Linked DNA regions of Sus scrofa: region 2 is linked to region 1. A link is a contact called in public promoter capture Hi-C data. All regions are on one chromosome and are shown on one strand. Each heading gives the region's core, a stretch centred on a gene start, on an enhancer-like site or on the middle of the called end of the contact. The rest is flanking DNA. Distances are from core to core; before and after follow the strand shown.

Region 1 (5,174 bases), core at 1,716-4,215:
ATCAAAAGAAACTTTTCACCCTCTATGTTACTCTTGGAAAGGAGCCCCCTTCTATCTGTGGTCATGTGAGGCAGGGCCCAGGCTGGTGCTTAAAAAGGGGGATATGCCTTCACTACTCTGTTGGGAATTCCATCTCCAGGTATTACCTGCTGTTACTCTGCAGTTGAATGTCTTGGAGGATGGCCCGTGATGAACAAGGTACCAACAGGAAAGAGGTGACTTTCCACATTCAACCAGCCATAAAGGCAGTTCTGATTAGGAGGAGAAGGCAAAGGATCCCCTAAAAAGCCAAGCAACGGTAGAGTCTTTGCATTTTTTGAAAACTAGAGACCGTTTTCTGCCAAATCAGCTAATATTTCTAAAGCCTTTGAATTTCTGATTCCTATGGAGTTTAGTTTTTCCAAAACAAAAGTGGGAAGGAAGTGGTGTTTTTTCATATAAAGAGGTTCAAACTAGACTTCAGTTTAAAAGAGAAAGAAAAAGACAATGGGGGTATAACTACAGCCTGGTGGATATTTCCAGAATTCCTAGTGAAAATACAGAATTCGCCAAAAACCAGGAGAGGGGATGAGATGGGAGATTCTGCCTGTCTATTTAGAATGTGGTTGCTAAACTATGCTAGAGAGAAACTCAGCCAGCGAGAACAGGAGGAGGAAGACATAGGTTTCTGCAAAATACAGATGCTGCCAGTTAGTTTCATGACAAGAGTTGTTTTCAGACATATAACCACCAACTACCAGCACCATCCACCACTACCCCCCACCCCCAACCAAATGACCTGGCCTCCAACATGCCTTTAGTTCTCATTCTCCTTGGTCCCCGCTCCCCCCTACCCATGACTTTGGGTTTCTAGCTATACTCCTTCCTGCTGTGAAACCTGACAAATAGCAAAAATATGGAAACAGAAAGAAAGAGGGGGAACTAAGGAGAGGTAGGAGACAGGGAGAAGGCAGAGGGAAGAGAAAGGGAGAGAGAGAGAGGGAGAGAATGAGAAACGTCTGTTGCCACCCTCCTGGCTAAGTGAAATGCTTGTTCCCGAGATTACAGTAATTACAGCCCCAGCGTGAGTTCCATACAAGCGCTAAATGAAACAGCACATCAATTAAAAAATAAACACTCCATTCTAGGAGAAAGACAACCCCCTGGAACGTCCTAACAAGCGTAAATGAACCTGCCAGGCCGCCCGCCCCTCGGGCCCCTCCCCGTCTAAGGTGGTTGCGAGCTGGCGGGGGCCGGGCTCGCTGGCCGCGTCCCCAACCGCCTGGCCCCGGGCACACCACCGAGACGTGTCCGCGCGTCCGCGCCCGGGCTCGGCGCCGCCTCCCACGGCGGAGGAGGAGGCTCTGGCAAAAACATGTCAACTTTGGAGAGACGTATGTATGTTCCAAAAGCACGAGGCGAAGAGAGAAAATCCAGCCGCAGAGTTTCCAGTCTGTCCTGTTTATAAGTTTTTCTTTCTCCCTTTCTTTTTCTTTCTTGTTCTTTTTTAAAGAAGAAAGGGATTTATGGTTCATGAAAGTGCACTGGATCTGGATGCTGTCTCTATTTTATCTCACCCAATTAGCAGAATCCCCTTTGAGATCTGTACTGTGACTCCACACTGCAAGTAAGGAAACTGAGGCTTCCCCCACGACACTGAGCGGGAAGTCCCCGGTCCAGCCCCCACCAGCCAGAATCAACTGCAGCGGTTCCATTCCACCTATATTCTCATCGTCCTGAGAACCCCAAGAAAGGCATCCCTTTCTCGGTCCCCCGCAACGCCCCCGCTCACTGGCCGGCTGGGGGAGTGGGGGGTGGTCCCGCTGCCAGGAGGTCGCCCACATTTGGGGGACGGAGAAAGCAGGGGCTTGACTAGTTCGAAACGGGCCTCCGAGGTCGCGCTTGCATAAAGGCTCGTCCCCAGTCCCTAAGCGCAGACTCGGGGAAATGGAACCCCGACTTCGACACATCGAGCACGATGGGGACCGTGGTGGCAAAGCGTCAGTGTCTGCGGTCAATCCCAAGGTTACCCAAACTCTGGCCGCAGACGGCGTGCACGGCGGCGCGAACAGCCGGGCCCGCCCCAGGAAGGCTGGGCCTGGGGAGCGCGCAGACTCCGCCCCGCGCCCGGGATTGGCGCGCGGGTCGCGGGCGGAGACCGAGTCCGCCCCGTATAAATATTCATGAGCCGGCCCGGGCGCAGCGGGGCCGGAGCGGGAAGTTGGCGAGGGGCGCTGCTCCCGCCGAGGAGGAGGAGGAGGCGGAGGTGGCGGCGGCGGCGGAGGCGGCGGCAGCGGCAACAGTGGGGCGCGGGCGCGCCGCTCAGGTGTCCGCTCCGCCTTCCGGCCTGGATTTGGCTCCGGGTGTCCAGCGAGAAGAGGACCGCCGACACCTCGCCCGACTGCTGGCCGGAGCGCGGCGCGGACTTCCACCGGAGGCGGGGCCCGTCATCCCGGCAGCGGACAGACGGACCGAAGCAGGGGACAGAGGGCGGCGGCTTCGGCGGAGGCGGGCTCCGAACCCCGGCGGCAGCCGCGCGGCCTTGGGGTCAAGCATGAGCCCCGGGACGCCGAAAAGGGGCCGCAGGGGCTGACCCAGCGCGGAGCGGCCTGGCCCAGCCATCTTGACTGCGCACCGCGGCCCGAGAGGAAACTTGCTGCGCCGCCGCCCTCGGTACCCGGCAAAGTCACCGGAGTGCGGAGAAAGCGAGCAAGGGAGAGACGATGAGCTGGGGGCCGGTCACTCTGCCCCGCAAGGGCTGACCCTGGCCGGAGTGAGCGGGGTGGACCCGCGGACCCGGGCGCCCTCCGGCAGCCACCCTCCTCTCCCGCAGCGCCGTGCGGACGCGTCCCGAGAAGGGACTAGGTTATCGGGAGAGCCCCTCCTGGGAGAGGCAGGAGAAAGCCCGGCCGGGCACCCGCTCTCCTCTCCCGCGCTCTCGAAGGATCCCCGGCGCCCCTCCGCGCGCCACCCGGAGGGCGAGGGCGCGGGGCCGAGGCGCGCAGCATGGAGTGGGGTTACCTGTTGGAAGTGACCTCGTTGCTGGCCGCCCTGGCGTTGCTGCAGCGCTCGAGCGGCGCGGCGGCCGCCTCGGCCAAGGAGCTGGCGTGCCAGGAGATCACCGTGCCGCTGTGCAAGGGCATCGGCTACAACTACACCTACATGCCCAACCAGTTCAACCACGACACGCAGGACGAGGCGGGCCTGGAGGTGCACCAATTCTGGCCGCTGGTGGAGATCCAGTGCTCGCCCGACCTCAAGTTCTTCCTGTGCAGCATGTACACACCCATCTGTCTGGAGGACTACAAGAAGCCCCTGCCTCCCTGCCGCTCGGTGTGCGAGCGCGCCAAGGCCGGCTGCGCGCCCCTCATGCGCCAGTACGGCTTCGCCTGGCCTGACCGCATGCGCTGCGACCGGCTGCCCGAGCAGGGCAACCCCGACACGCTGTGCATGGACTACAACCGCACCGACCTCACCACGGCCGCGCCCAGCCCACCGCGCCGCCCGCCGCCGCCGCCGCCGCCGCCCGAGAGCAGCCGCCCTCCGGCAGCGGCCACGGCCGCCCGCCGGGGGCCCGGCCCCCGTCCCGCGGCAGGGGCGGCGGCGGGGACGCGGCTGCGCCCCCCGCGCGCGGCGGCGGCGGCGGCGGCGGCGGTGGTGGCGGCGGGAAGGCGCGGCCCCCTGGCGGCGGCGCGGCGCCCTGCGAGCCGGGCTGCCAATGCCGCGCTCCCATGGTGAGCGTGTCCAGCGAGCGGCACCCTCTCTACAACCGCGTCAAGACCGGCCAGATCGCCAACTGCGCGCTGCCCTGCCACAACCCGTTCTTCAGCCAGGACGAGCGCGCCTTCACCGTCTTCTGGATCGGCCTGTGGTCGGTGCTCTGCTTCGTGTCCACTTTCGCCACCGTCTCCACCTTCCTCATAGACATGGAGCGCTTCAAGTACCCGGAGCGGCCCATCATCTTCCTCTCGGCCTGCTACCTCTTCGTGTCCGTCGGCTACCTGGTGCGCCTGGTGGCGGGCCACGAGAAGGTGGCGTGCAGCGGCGGTGCGGGGGCTGCGGGCGGCGCGGGCGGCGCGGGCAGCGCGGCGGCGGGAGCCGGCGCGGCGGGAGCGGGCGCGGGCGGCCCGGGAGGGCGCGGCGAGTACGAGGAGCTGGGCGCCGTGGAGCAGCACGTGCGCTATGAGACCACGGGCCCGGCGCTGTGCACCGTGGTCTTCCTGCTCGTCTACTTCTTCGGCATGGCCAGCTCCATCTGGTGGGTGATCCTGTCGCTCACGTGGTTCCTGGCGGCGGGCATGAAGTGGGGCAACGAGGCCATCGCCGGCTACTCGCAGTACTTCCACCTGGCCGCCTGGCTCGTGCCCAGCGTCAAGTCTATCGCCGTGCTGGCGCTCAGCTCGGTGGACGGCGATCCGGTGGCGGGCATCTGCTACGTGGGCAACCAGAGCCTGGACAACCTGCGCGGCTTCGTGCTGGCGCCGCTGGTCATCTACCTCTTCATCGGCACCATGTTCCTGCTGGCCGGCTTCGTGTCGCTCTTCCGCATCCGCTCGGTCATCAAGCAGCAGGGAGGCCCCACCAAGACGCACAAACTGGAGAAGCTCATGATCCGCCTGGGCCTCTTCACCGTGCTCTACACCGTGCCCGCCGCTGTCGTGGTCGCCTGTCTCTTCTACGAACAGCACAACCGCCCGCGCTGGGAGGCCACGCACAACTGCCCATGCCTGCGGGACCTGCAGCCGGACCAGGCGCGCCGGCCCGACTACGCCGTCTTCATGCTCAAGTACTTCATGTGCCTGGTGGTGGGCATCACCTCGGGCGTGTGGGTCTGGTCCGGCAAGACGCTCGAGTCGTGGCGCGCGCTGTGCACCCGCTGCTGCTGGGCCAGCAAGGGCGCGGGCGCCACGGGCGCGGGCCCGGGGGGCGGCGGCCCGGGGGGCGGTGGCCCGGGGGCTGGCGGGGGCGGGGGGCCGGGCGGCGGGGCGGGCTCCCTCTACAGCGACGTCAGCACCGGCCTGACGTGGCGATCTGGCACGGCTAGCTCCGTGTCTTATCCAAAGCAGATGCCATTGTCCCAGGTCTGAGCAGAGGGGAGGGGGCGCCCGGAGGGATGGGGCGAGGACACTCGACGGCAGAGGTTCCCACCCTATCACCGTGTTGATTGCTATTAGCATGATAATGAACTCTTAATG
Region 2 (5,174 bases), core at 1,322-3,821, 1.7 Mb before region 1:
CATGAACCTCCATATGCTGCAGGAGCAGCCAAAAAATAAATAATAATAATAATAAAAAAAAGACATCAGGAGAAAGGGGCGGTACAGCGCTTACATTTGGACACACTGAGTTTGAGATGTTGGCAAGACATCCCAAATGGAGAAAACCAGGAGGCTGCTGGAAACACTCATCTACAATACTCATCATGTTACGGATTCAGAGAAGGAATTTTTTTATTATTTCATTTGGAATAGCTCAATAACCACCCTGCCCGCCCCATCCCTTGGCTACTGATATTTTTTTGGCACTCAAGAGAAAAAGCAACTATTTCCTCTGTTGTAAAGGTTTCACTGAAGAAACCTGAGGAACATAAACCGTTGATGGGTACGTAAAGAAAAGATAAACATGGTGGCTGCCAAAAACCCGTGAAATCAATTTAGCTGTACCCATTCAAAATACGGGAGCATCTGTTTGTAACGTTAATCTATGTGATGCTGGTTAAGGTGTGTAACGAGTTACTTACAACCAACTGTAATATTAAAACGGCAGCCCTTATGAAGTATACAGCCTGACCAAAAGACACCTGCATCAAATCCCTTCCCTGGGGTGCCTCTATTTAAGCGCACACACTTAGCAGCTTCTCTACAAATAACTGCAATTCTGTATTAAAGCGTTGCAGCTGTCTGAACGTCTAAAGGCTGTTAACATACACCCTTCCAGACTGAGACAGGTTCCCAGTTTCTGCTTTCTCCTACAGATCTGTTCACTCCTACCTTCAACAGAAAATACCTTACCCCAATTAACCCCGTCAGTGCTGACATTTCCCTCAGATGCAACTTGTTTATTTCTAGGTCAAATCAAACACACATGAGTGACCACACCAACATGAAGCCTCAATTAGGGCTGGCAGTCCCGCACCATTCTCCCAGCATCCAGGGAATATTGCTTCTTGGTGTCTTCAGAAAACAGAAAAGTTTGTATAATCCTGGATCTCAGAAGTACTTAGGCCCGCTACCGCTGCCCCTCCCCCAACATATATTGCAACATTTCTTGATTTACCTCTGCTTTGAAAAATGTTATGTTTCAAAGCATTGCTCTCAATGAATCCACTTAGCAGCATTTTTTGAGCATAACAAAAAAACATGAAACTGCATATTCTTGGAGGAGTGGGGTAATTTCTAATGCCTAAAGGGCAGGGGATCCTGCAGATATCCGAATGAATACCTTTCTAAGGAGGCCTGAGTACAGTGGGGTTCTCACCTCTTTCTAATTTAAAACGGGTTAGAATGGGCCAGTAAGAACGTGCGTACCCAAAATGTGCGTCTTCCGGCAGGCAAAGGTGCCTGGGAGAAGCCCAAAGCAGCCTAACTCTAAGGAGCAAGACTAGGTTTAAAAGGCGTTTTTCAACATCTAGTCATTTCTCCTCTCTTCATTTACAGAAATAAATGTGACTTTTTTTAGTACCCTACTTTCTCGTCCCCATCGGATACGCCATTATGAAAGGAGTAAGGAAGAACCGACGAGAGTGTGATAAGGGCCGAAAAAGAGGGGGAAACGTATGAAATTAAAAATTCGACTAGAATTCTTTTTCCTTTTTTTTCCCGTCCTTTAGGGCCGCACCCGCGACATACGGAGGGGTTCCCAGGCTAGGGGTCTAATCCGAGCTGTAGCTTCCCGGCCTACACCACAGCCACAGCAACGCGGGATTTGAGCCGCGTCTGCGACCTACACCACAGCTCAAGGCAACTGCCGGATCCCCAACCCACTGCGCGAGGCCAGGGATCGAACCGCAGCCTCATGGTTCCCAGTCGGATTCGTTAACCACTGAGCCACGAGGAAAACTCTTAGAATTTCTTACAATCTTATGAACCCAGCATGCACGAATACGGATACAATCTGGTCGTGTTTCTGCACGCTGCTACTTTTGCGAGGCTAGAATAAATGAACTTAACGCTCAAAAGGAGACACCCCTCTCCCCCTCTGTGCTCCCAATTTTTACCTCCTCCACTACCTCCAAAGTCGAGCTCCCCAGAGCCGTAAAGACGAGATCTTTTTCCTCTCTCTCATAACCTTCCCTCCAGGGCCAAGAGGGCCGTCCCTCCCTTTGCAGATACCCAAACGCTGCAATCAAGCTAACATTTCACCGTGATGTATCCTGTTTTCTGTACTCCGAGTAGCCCAGCTCTCCCAGCCCAGCCCCTGGTTTGTCTCTTAACCTGCTCTCCCTCCGCGCCTTGCGGGACGCGAGCCGGGTCCGCAGCCGGGGAGACGCGCGTGGCTGCAGGCAAGCTCCAGGTGTGCGCCCTCCTTCCCCCCAAAGAGACACTGCGCGTGATGGGCTCGCGCCCAGTTACCTCCTCCCAGGCGTGGGGCGAAGGGATGCGTACTCCTTTAGGAACCGGGAGGAACGCAGAAAGCACGGGTCCGAGGCAGTCGTCACCGAAGATGCTGCGCTACTGGGGAGCCACAACCGCGTCTCGCGGTGCAGAGAGGATGAGCGCTCGTTCCTCGCGGCACCCGTAGCACCCCCGCCGGTGACCTATAGCCTTAGATGATTACCTTCCGGGGCAGTGCGAGGCCGGACGAGAAGTGGAGCCGCCCACTGTTTACAATCTCGGTCTCGGCGCTTCCAGAATTCCTCTTCCGGGGCCAGAACTGTGTGCATGTGTGCGCGCGCGCGCGCGTGTTTATGCGGGCACGAGTGTACACTTAAAGGACGCCCCAAGGTGCTTTCTCTCCGCTTCCTTTTCGCTCCTTCCTCTTTGCCTAATAGACCGGAAGTGTCCCTGGACCAAACCAGCTCGGCGGGCACTTCCGGGACAGGCGACGAGGGTTCCGGGAGGGTTCTGGGAGGAGAGGGAGAGGCGGCGGCGGAGGCTGGAGAATGAAGAAGGAGCATGTGCTGCACTGTCAGTTCTCCGCGTGGTATCCACTGTTCCGAAGCCTTACCATCAAGAGGTGAGACTGGAGGGTTACGTCGAGGCGATGGGCGAAAGGGGACTGCGACGTTTGAGGCGAATCCTAGCTCTACCAAAACCTGCAGGCCTGGATGGGAGCGCCAGTGCCGAGATGTCGATTTCCTAGTGGCTTTTCGGGTCGGGAGGTGAATAAAATCGATCCGTACTTGCCGTGCGTCCAGTTGTGCGCCAGAGAGTGTTCTGGGAAGGTGGAAGGGCACGTCGTGGCTCCGTGAAGGTCAGAGGCGGGCTGAGGAGCGGGTGAAGCTAGTTTAGGCTCAGAAGTTCATTATCGCTGCTTTTAGAATTGCTAGAGCAGGCAGGTGATCTGCGAACTAAGTAGTCTAGGCTTTGCCGCTGACTAGCCCGTCTGCGGTCTTCATAGCTTTTGGGCCCCGTGAAATGAGAACAGTGATACAGACCCAGCCTCCGATTCTATTATGAAGCCCCAAAATGATAGTATATATGGGAAGCTTTAGTAGGGTATACTCTGTATCTTTAGGGATGGGAGCCATCTGGAAGAGGAGTGGAACAGTATTTGTTTTCTCGTTCTTTGGCCCACACAAGGTATCCATGCCCGGTTTGCAGGGCGGAGGATTAACTGTCTCATCCTTCACTCGGTCATTCAAGGTAATGTAGGCAAGGCAGCGGGAGGGTATCCCCAGATGTCCAAAAGCAGCCCTAACATCTGGAGCAGGATGCAAGGGTAGGGTTTCCCACACTTAGACGGATAGATCACAGAACTGCATATCCGTGGGTAGGATTTTCTGTATTTTGCCTACTCTCCTTTTAGGTCTAGCTTGCCACTAATTTAGATTTTACCCGTCCCTTCCTTTTCCTTCTTAGTGCAGAGAGTGTGAATACACAGAGGGAAACTTTTGAGATCCTGAGAATTTGGGAGAGCATAAGAATTGTTTAAAAGATGGTGCTTTTCCATCCTGTTATTTGTACATAGAATCTGCTTCCAGTCATGCAGGGTATGATGGAGGTTAGAGCAGCTCCATGGAGGATAAGCTTTGCATTTGAAGATGATTGGAGCCACACAGGAACAGAAGGAGGAGCTGCCACAGCAGCAGCGGATGCTACTTCCGAACACAGAAGTTACCTTCCTCTGTGATGTGCCAATCCTTCCTTATCTTGCATAATTGAAGTAGGCTTCGGGTTGGAGTGATGCTTGAGTCTTTATTTTGTGTTGGTGTGGCAGAAGGGATATTTGCGAACCTGTCAGACCTTTTCACACTGAGTTCACGCGAAATTGCCGTCTGCTGTGGGTGCAGACACCTTTGGTCGCCCCTGGTGGAGTTTACAGCAGTAAAGTATTATGGTTAAGAATTGGACTCTGGAGTCAGGGCCATCTGTCTGGCTTTGAATTTTGGTTCCACCAGCATCTTGAGCAAATTGCTTAATCTCCTTAAGCCCCATCTGGAAAATTGAGACAATAATAGGATTGACATAGGAGTTAAATGAGATAAAGCATTAAAAATGCTTTTGCCACAGTTGCTGGCATATAGTAAACATACAAAACAGTGCTTATGGTTAATGTTTTGGATTTAATCAAAGCTCCACCGAAGCAAAGTGATTTTAGGTCACTGAAATTGTGTACCATTCACATGAAGCTGGGAGTGAAAGATAAAACAAGGGTGGGGCTTTCCTACCAGCCCACAACTAAGCTGTGTTGCCTAAAAGTGTTCTTGACTCAGCCTTTGAAGTATAACTCTAGTCTGTTTAGTTCTGTGGTGACAGCCCTGGGACCCAACATATGGCAGGATATCGTACCCTTGACCGCGGTCCTTTCGGTGAGGTGGTGTGTGATTTGTCATTGCCACTCGGCTTTAATGCCGAGAGACCCTATTCTGGTTATTGACTCAGCCTTGTTTTTTTGGTGTTTCTCCATCACGGTTCAGAGATGATTCGGCAGATAGGAATACAGAATCATTGAGTTCTGGAACTTGGACTCAGGCTTAAGAGTAAGTAGCTAGATGACTGAGCCATCTCATCTATCTTTCTAAGTGTTTCTTTCCTCAGAAATGATTTGTCCTGAAATCTTTTCCATCTGTCCATGGGGCCTCGTGGATTCTCACCTGCATAGTGGGTTTTAGTGATGGATTGAGGCTCTTTGCTGGCAGCCTCCCTAGCTTCGGGCAAAGCATGCCTGGCTGTGATTTGTTGATGGCCTAAATCTCTCAGGCACGATCTCTTTTCCTTCTCACTTTCGGCAGCATTTGGTACATCTGTAC

The links. Promoter capture Hi-C pulls out the DNA fragments that hold promoters and counts their contacts.
Region 2: a promoter capture Hi-C map of fetal skeletal muscle shows a contact between it and region 1, with 16 times the contacts expected there. The contact joins the promoter of CDC123 here to the promoter of FZD8 in region 1. A contact is called at or near these places in 1 of 5 promoter capture datasets (fetal skeletal muscle) and 3 of 47 Hi-C or Micro-C datasets (embryonic fibroblasts, fibroblasts and subcutaneous adipose tissue).

What each region holds. Positions count from the first base shown.
Region 1 is chr10:58,094,581-58,099,754 of Sscrofa11.1, reverse strand. It overlaps FZD8 (frizzled-8), which reads left to right and starts at 2,965. Exons shown (of 2, transcript XM_021064988.1): 1 at 2,965-3,504; 2 at 3,507-5,174. The coding sequence starts at 2,986. The coding sequence ends at 5,066. The region is part of intron 1 of LOC110255709 (a long non-coding RNA gene); the gene reads right to left.
Region 2 is chr10:59,763,018-59,768,191 of Sscrofa11.1, reverse strand. It overlaps CDC123 (cell division cycle 123), which reads left to right and starts at 2,571. Exons shown (of 13, transcript NM_001243823.1): 1 at 2,571-2,938. The coding sequence starts at 2,865. NUDT5 (ADP-sugar pyrophosphatase) reads right to left here and starts at 2,748. Exons shown (of 10, transcript XM_003482836.4): 1 at 2,335-2,748.